Linked DNA regions of Gossypium hirsutum: region 1 is linked to region 2. Evidence: chromatin contacts called from public Hi-C data. All regions are on one chromosome and are shown on one strand. The core of a region is the stretch at or near the end of the contact, and the rest is flanking DNA. Distances in the headings are between cores, read along the strand shown. Region 1 holds the start of LOC107958587 (senescence-associated carboxylesterase 101). Region 2 holds the start of LOC107960785 (metalloendoproteinase 2-MMP).

Evidence for each region. A called contact is a pair of places that touch in the nucleus more often than the background predicts.
Region 1: a Hi-C map of leaf shows a contact between it and region 2, with 1.6 times the contacts expected there. The contact joins the promoter of LOC107958587 here to the promoter of LOC107960785 in region 2. A contact is called at or near these places in 4 of 34 Hi-C or Micro-C datasets (callus, hypocotyl and leaf).

The regions. Positions count from the first base shown.
Region 1 is chrD07:57,347,766-57,350,825 of Gossypium_hirsutum_v2.1, reverse strand. It overlaps LOC107958587 (senescence-associated carboxylesterase 101), which reads left to right and starts at 1,416. Exons shown (of 4, transcript XM_016894400.2): 1 at 1,416-2,286; 2 at 2,366-2,729. The coding sequence starts at 2,264. It overlaps LOC107958588 (GPI ethanolamine phosphate transferase 1), which reads left to right. Exons shown (of 18, transcript XM_016894401.2): 15 at 1-46; 16 at 124-182; 17 at 584-689; 18 at 859-1,286. The coding sequence ends at 1,023.
Region 2 is chrD07:57,179,464-57,182,618 of Gossypium_hirsutum_v2.1, reverse strand. It overlaps LOC107960785 (metalloendoproteinase 2-MMP), which reads right to left and starts at 1,630. Exons shown (of 1, transcript XM_016897063.1): 1 at 707-1,630. The coding sequence starts at 1,630. The coding sequence ends at 707.

The DNA.
Region 1 (3,060 bases), core at 167-2,666, 170 kb before region 2:
TAGTTTCGAGATTTCATCAGTCTACAGGTTCATCACTGTTTTTAGTGTAAGTAACGGTTAAACTACCTATATATCTTTTACTGTTTCTTCTTGTAAGCCAAACTGAATTACTTCCAATTGCAGCCCTTTCTGATGGCAGGACTCCTCATCTTCAAGTTATTCATACCATTCCTGCTTGTTATGTAAGTTTTTCGATTTTAAAAGAAATGTTAGAATGATCAATGATGCTTCAACAAAACTGGCTTGACCATCGGTTTTTAGCCATGATGCTATGTGACTTTTGCATCTATGGGCTATTAATACATTCAATCACATTTTTATGAAGTTTCATTAACTATTGCACCTTAGCTTGAGAAACTTCATCGTGGTTTCAAAACTCCCTGAAACACCGAATGAGTGAATCGCCTTTAATCTGCTATAAAGATGATCATCGGTTAAGGTGACATATTTAGTCTCGGTTTCCCATTTTAAGTTAAGCTTATATAACAATGTCACTAGTAAAGAATGCAAGTTCGTATCGATATATGCTGGAATATAGTAGTTAACTATAAACATGGTTCTGTTTGTTCTTTGAGACACACAGATGTGCATTCAGTGCAATAACCAAACTACTCGAAGTTCCAAGGATAGGATGCTACTTCCTCGTTATTCTTTGTTCAGACGTGATGACGGTCCACTTCTTCTTTCTGGTATCAAACTTTTTCAGAAATAAAGTTCGGCGCAGCCGATCCTATTGATTGATATTTTAGCCATTTTTGAACCTTGCTTTGCTTGAAAGTAAGGAAATTATGTGAAATCACCTGTGGTTATAGTTATTTCCTGAGGGCCTCACTGGTTTGGTAATCGGGTTTTTAACAGGTGAAGAACACGGGGAGCTGGATGGAAATTGGTAATAGCATTAGCCATTTCGGAATCATGAGTGCCCAAGTTGTGTTTGTGCTGCTACTTTTTGCTCTCACAAATATATACACGAAAGACATCGAAATCAGATCAGGGAGTCGAGATTCCCGAAAAGTAATGTGATTCACGAGAAACCAGAACTCATTAGCATTATAATTAGGTAGCCAAATTTATTTGCAAGGTAAAAGCATTTAGTTTCTCAGATTCTATGGCTTTCGAGGCCTTTGGTTCATCAGCCATGGATGAAAATTTTGTTTCTTCCATTTCACAATATGCTTGCTGTTAGCTTTGAGAAAACAAGATTCATGGGATTTTCCAAGTTCTTCCCATTCATTGGTATTGAATCTTTTTTTTTTTTTTTTTGAAATTGAAGTTTGCTTGTGATAGTGAAGCCGTTTACCTTGAGACTTTTTCCTTTGTTTTCGGCGGCTGCCAATTTGAGTTTATTGATATTTTTAAATTTATTTTGAGAGAGTTAAAATTTTAGTTTTTTAAGAGGGTACATTTCATATAGATGCAAGTATATTTCAATTACATACATATAATATAAAATTATTAATTAAGATATAGGTTGGAATATATTAATATAAGTCGGAATTGATGGACAGGGTTTAGTATTGACTGGTGCCCATAGAGTGTAAACTACCATGACCAACTTTTATCAGGTTGACTTCTATGTGAAAGGATTTAGGTAGGTAACAGCATTATGGGGTTGGTTTCTTCTATTTAAAAATTTCATCTATTTTTGTTGTTAAAAATTAGTCTTTATGTGTCAGGTGGTATTTAATTAGTCATGTAAGTTTTTAATGGTACAAATTGATGAAGTTTTTAACGACAAAATATAATTTGATATTGAGCATAAAATTAAAGACTTTCGAACCAATATCCGTTTAGTATGTTAGAACAGGTAATAGTGGAACCAGTAAAAAGTACATTAATTATAATTATAAATTATGAAATTTGAATTTGTATCATTAAACAGGAAAGTGCTCATATGGGGAAACGTGAAAAAAATATTAAAAAGATTTAGTTGAGTTGTATTTTGTTGGATAAAAATAGATGCCAATTTTGTATTCTAAACTGGAACTGGAAGACCATAGAGCACATTTTGTGCATATAGGAAAAAGTGTTGGGATCAAAACTATGACCCTCAAAAGAAATTAGAATGGCATTTCGTAGCATTTTCATTGATGGGGACATTGCCATTTTCCCCGACTTAACATCCAGAAAGCTGCTCAACTTTGACCACCAAAACCCCCAAAAGGACAAGACCCATAGACTTTAGTTAATATAATATGATTATTTTATTTACTCACTCAAATAAAGGTCTCGCTTCCCATTATACAAACCAAGGATCAAGTCAATGGCAAGCCAGATGAACCAATTGTTAGTAAATTTTCATTCCTTTTTTTCCCTCGTGTTTTTGATGGATTGTTTAACTTTATTTTGTGTTCTGAAACTACAGATTCTGCAGTGGATTAGAGGTTGCTAATTTCGTGGTCAGCTCTGGGTTGCTCAAACTTTCATGGGCTAAAATCTTAGACTGTTATGGTGGATTCAATCCAGATGAGCTCCAAAATTTGGGGTTATCAATAAAATGGAAAGCTCATCAACAAGCTAATATTAACATCCTTGTTTTCACCACGTCTCCTATTTGTACCAAATCTCATCTTCAAGATTCAAAACAACTGGTTTCTTCTACAGCTTTTAAGGAGAGTTTTCCAGTCTTTGAATTCCTCTGCAACAATGGCAACTCTTTCTCTATTCATAAAGCTGCAATTGCTCTCTTTGCTGATCACTTTCATGAGCTCTTGCAATTGAAAGCTGAGGTTAGTGTCTTTCTAATTCCTTAATTCTTGCTCTATATAGTCCTTTTTAAATTGGTTATATTTTTCTAAATTTTCCGCTTAAAGGCCATATCTCCGTATCCATGTGCTTCAAGAAAATTCTAAGAGTCAATCTAGCTAGTATGTTATAAGTTGCAAAAATATTATGGAAATGTTAGATTGCATTTTCTCTCTTTTTACTCAAACATGGGTAAATTAATTCCTATACTTAGATAAAAAAACAGACCAGTCATTTTTGTTAAATACTTCATCCATTTACTGTTAAAAACTGACATTGCTGCTGGACCAAATTTTAACAGTAAAAATAGATGAA
Region 2 (3,155 bases), core at 381-2,880:
CGGCTCAGGGACGAAGCAAAAAGAAATTATAGGAGCCCAAGATTAAATTTTATATTTTTATGCGAGCTAAAATATAATTTCATCATTGTATCGACTTACATCTCTATAGTTTTGAAAGGACTAAATCAAAATTGTGTTATTTTTAGGAAGTTAAACTATAATTTCATCATTATTAAGTTATCATTTTATAGATTTTCAGACATCTAGGAATTTCTCAAGGGCAGAGCCCTTGCCTTCGCCCCTAAATTTATATTAGTAACCTTAAAATTTTGTTATAATATTTATGTAAGACTTTAAGTTTATGCTTATAAGAGGCTTTAGTTTGTTTTGTTTTTTAAAAATAAAATAAAATAATAACATTTTAGGATAAAAATGGACACTCCATTTCAAATTAAATTGAGGTGTACTTTAATATAAGAGAAATGCTTATATGAAACTAAGATATCTCTTTTCAATCATTTAATATCTCAATTTTTTCCTCTTAAATTTAAGCAATTTTCTCTTAAAAAAAATCAATTCTAACTGAAAATGATGGAATTTAATTCGCAAATGAAGTGAGCAGCAAAGCATTTAACATGTAAAATAGTAATTTATTTCCTTTATTTCATTAAATTTATAAATGATCCACAAATCAAATAAAGTTTTTAACAAAAAAAATTACGTAAAATGAAAATTAATTATAATGGTTTTAAGTGTATAATGTTTTTCAAACGTTATATAAAGCCTTGATTCCTTGAATATCATCCTCATGCAGACCCTTGCTTTCGCCAAGCGTGAAAGTGGGATACATGATGGCTGCTTCAATGGAGCTGTGATCTAAACCAAGAAGATGTCCAATTTCATGCAATGCCAGAGTCTCCAAATGATACGCACTAGGGTCTGGAGTTACAGACCATGATTCATCTGCATCATAATGGAACCTCCCATCGGTTGGTGCAAAAGCATGAGCCAAGGTTCCATTAGGTCCGTCAAAAGGAGACCCATCTCCATGATCACCACTTTCAAAGCTAACTTTTATATCAGCATTTACATAGTCTTCAGTCATTGAAAATCTGAAATGTGTGTTTTCGGACCATGTTTGAAAAGCTTTTGAAACTGGGTTAATGGCATCAACTCGAGCCCCCGGAAGAAATGGGTACGTCAGATTGTACTTTAAAGCCGGCCATCTCGGTTCTTGGGGGAAAAACGAATAGTGTGACACCGTATGAACTAATTTCGACCCTGAACGGCGGTGCCATTTTTGACCATACCGCATCCTCGAAGTTCCATTGAAGATATCTGCGACGGCGCATCGTGGTCTCATCATCTTCGATATAGTATTGGCGTCCAACCTTCCGGTTGCTTTCAGATTATAATTCAACTGATAAGTTCTAATGGCAGACTCCAACAGCTCATCGAAATCATCGTCACTGACATGAGTATTGTTCTTATAACTCAAATACCCGAAGTTTTGGAGGTATTTTTTGAGTTTATGTAGGTCTTTAACGCGGTCTCCCTTATGGAATCCTTGAAGATGCTGAAGGAACTCAAATGGCGATGGATTTTTGTGTTCGAAATGTGAAAAAGCAGCCTGAAACATGAAGAAAAGGAGGAGGGTGAATGAGAAGAATTGAAGAGCTTTGGATCCCATGATGGTTATATATGATCAATCAATAGCTAATGAGAATGGTGGGTGAAATTACCTCATATCAGTTGCCTATTTATACCCATAACTATACCTTAAAAAGTCTCAAAACATCAACTTTGAGCTTAGTTTGTAATTTAGGGCTTTACCAGGTCTTGCACATAAAGACAACCTTAAACGTGTTCAGAAATGGCTAACCGGCCTGGAGTAGACTTGGTTCAGGATTCTAAATTTTGTGTTTATTTGTTTATAAATATAAAATATTTTTTATTTACTTCTTCCATAGCATCACGATTTTTAATTTTTATTTTTTGATATAATGCCTAGTACTACTCATAACCCCTCTCAACTCTTAAATAAGAAGATAATGCGCTTTAGCACACTTGAACTCACGTCCTCTTGCACTAACAATAATACCAATATTAACTGAGTTAAAACTAAATCCACGAATATATAATATTTATATAAGTTGCACTTACTGACCATTTATATATTATTAACCTTAAATAAAAAAATTATCGGTTGAAGAATTCTTAAAAACTATAAATAATGGCTAATGGTAGTTTAATTATGCACGCATATACATTTTAAATGTGGCCATTTAAAAGGTGAATTTGCCCCCTTTGAAAATTCAACTAAGTTTTATTTATTTCAATCCTTGGTAATCGGTGGAAGAGAGAGAGTATAAAGCTTTAATTTCAATGAGAAATTTTAGCTTAAGATAATGACATTCAAGGGCTTGGAACATAAGAGGGGCATGGTAGAAAAGAGAAAATAAGAGTTATCTAGATGTTGAAAAATCAGTCGGAGCCAAAGGTGTTGTTTCTCCCAGAAACCAAATTGGAGATGGTTGAGGCTCGGATGGTGTGAACTCTCTGGGTATGTCCAATTATTGTTCAACGTCCTTCAGTCGGTGCATTTGGGATCCAAATTTCTGTGAGGTCGAGAGCTGCACCAATAAGCCCAAGTATATCTGTCTCTTTGGTTGTTTCAAGCGACACAATTTTAAATGTGATGTCGTGAATGGGTATACTCCGATCCAGCCTAATGAAAAATTAGAGTTCTTCGACGAACTGAAGTACTTTCATTTATACTTGTATTGTAATTAATCATTTTATTAATAAAATTTATTGGATTAAAATTCACTAACACATTGTAATTTATTTTTAAATATAAAATAATAATATTTCGATCCATTTGTCAGAATTGTGGTCCCAAAACCACTGTTTTCCACACTACTGAAAAACGAGCTGTTACAACTGTCTCCCCTTACTATTCATTAGTATTTCTGTATATTTTTTAGGAGGGTGGAGTTGTGCATTTATATGATATAATTACTCTTCATTAACAATATCTAAGTAGGCTCAATGCATGTCAATGCGTATTCTACTCTAGACTTAACACGTGTTTTTGCAGTTTCATGTGTGATCTCACATGTGATCTCACAGGAAGGTGTAAGTGTCCCTCCTACGAACACTCGATATCATGTAAATTCAATATGCAAACCGCATAGAGTTCGACCCGGATCCAT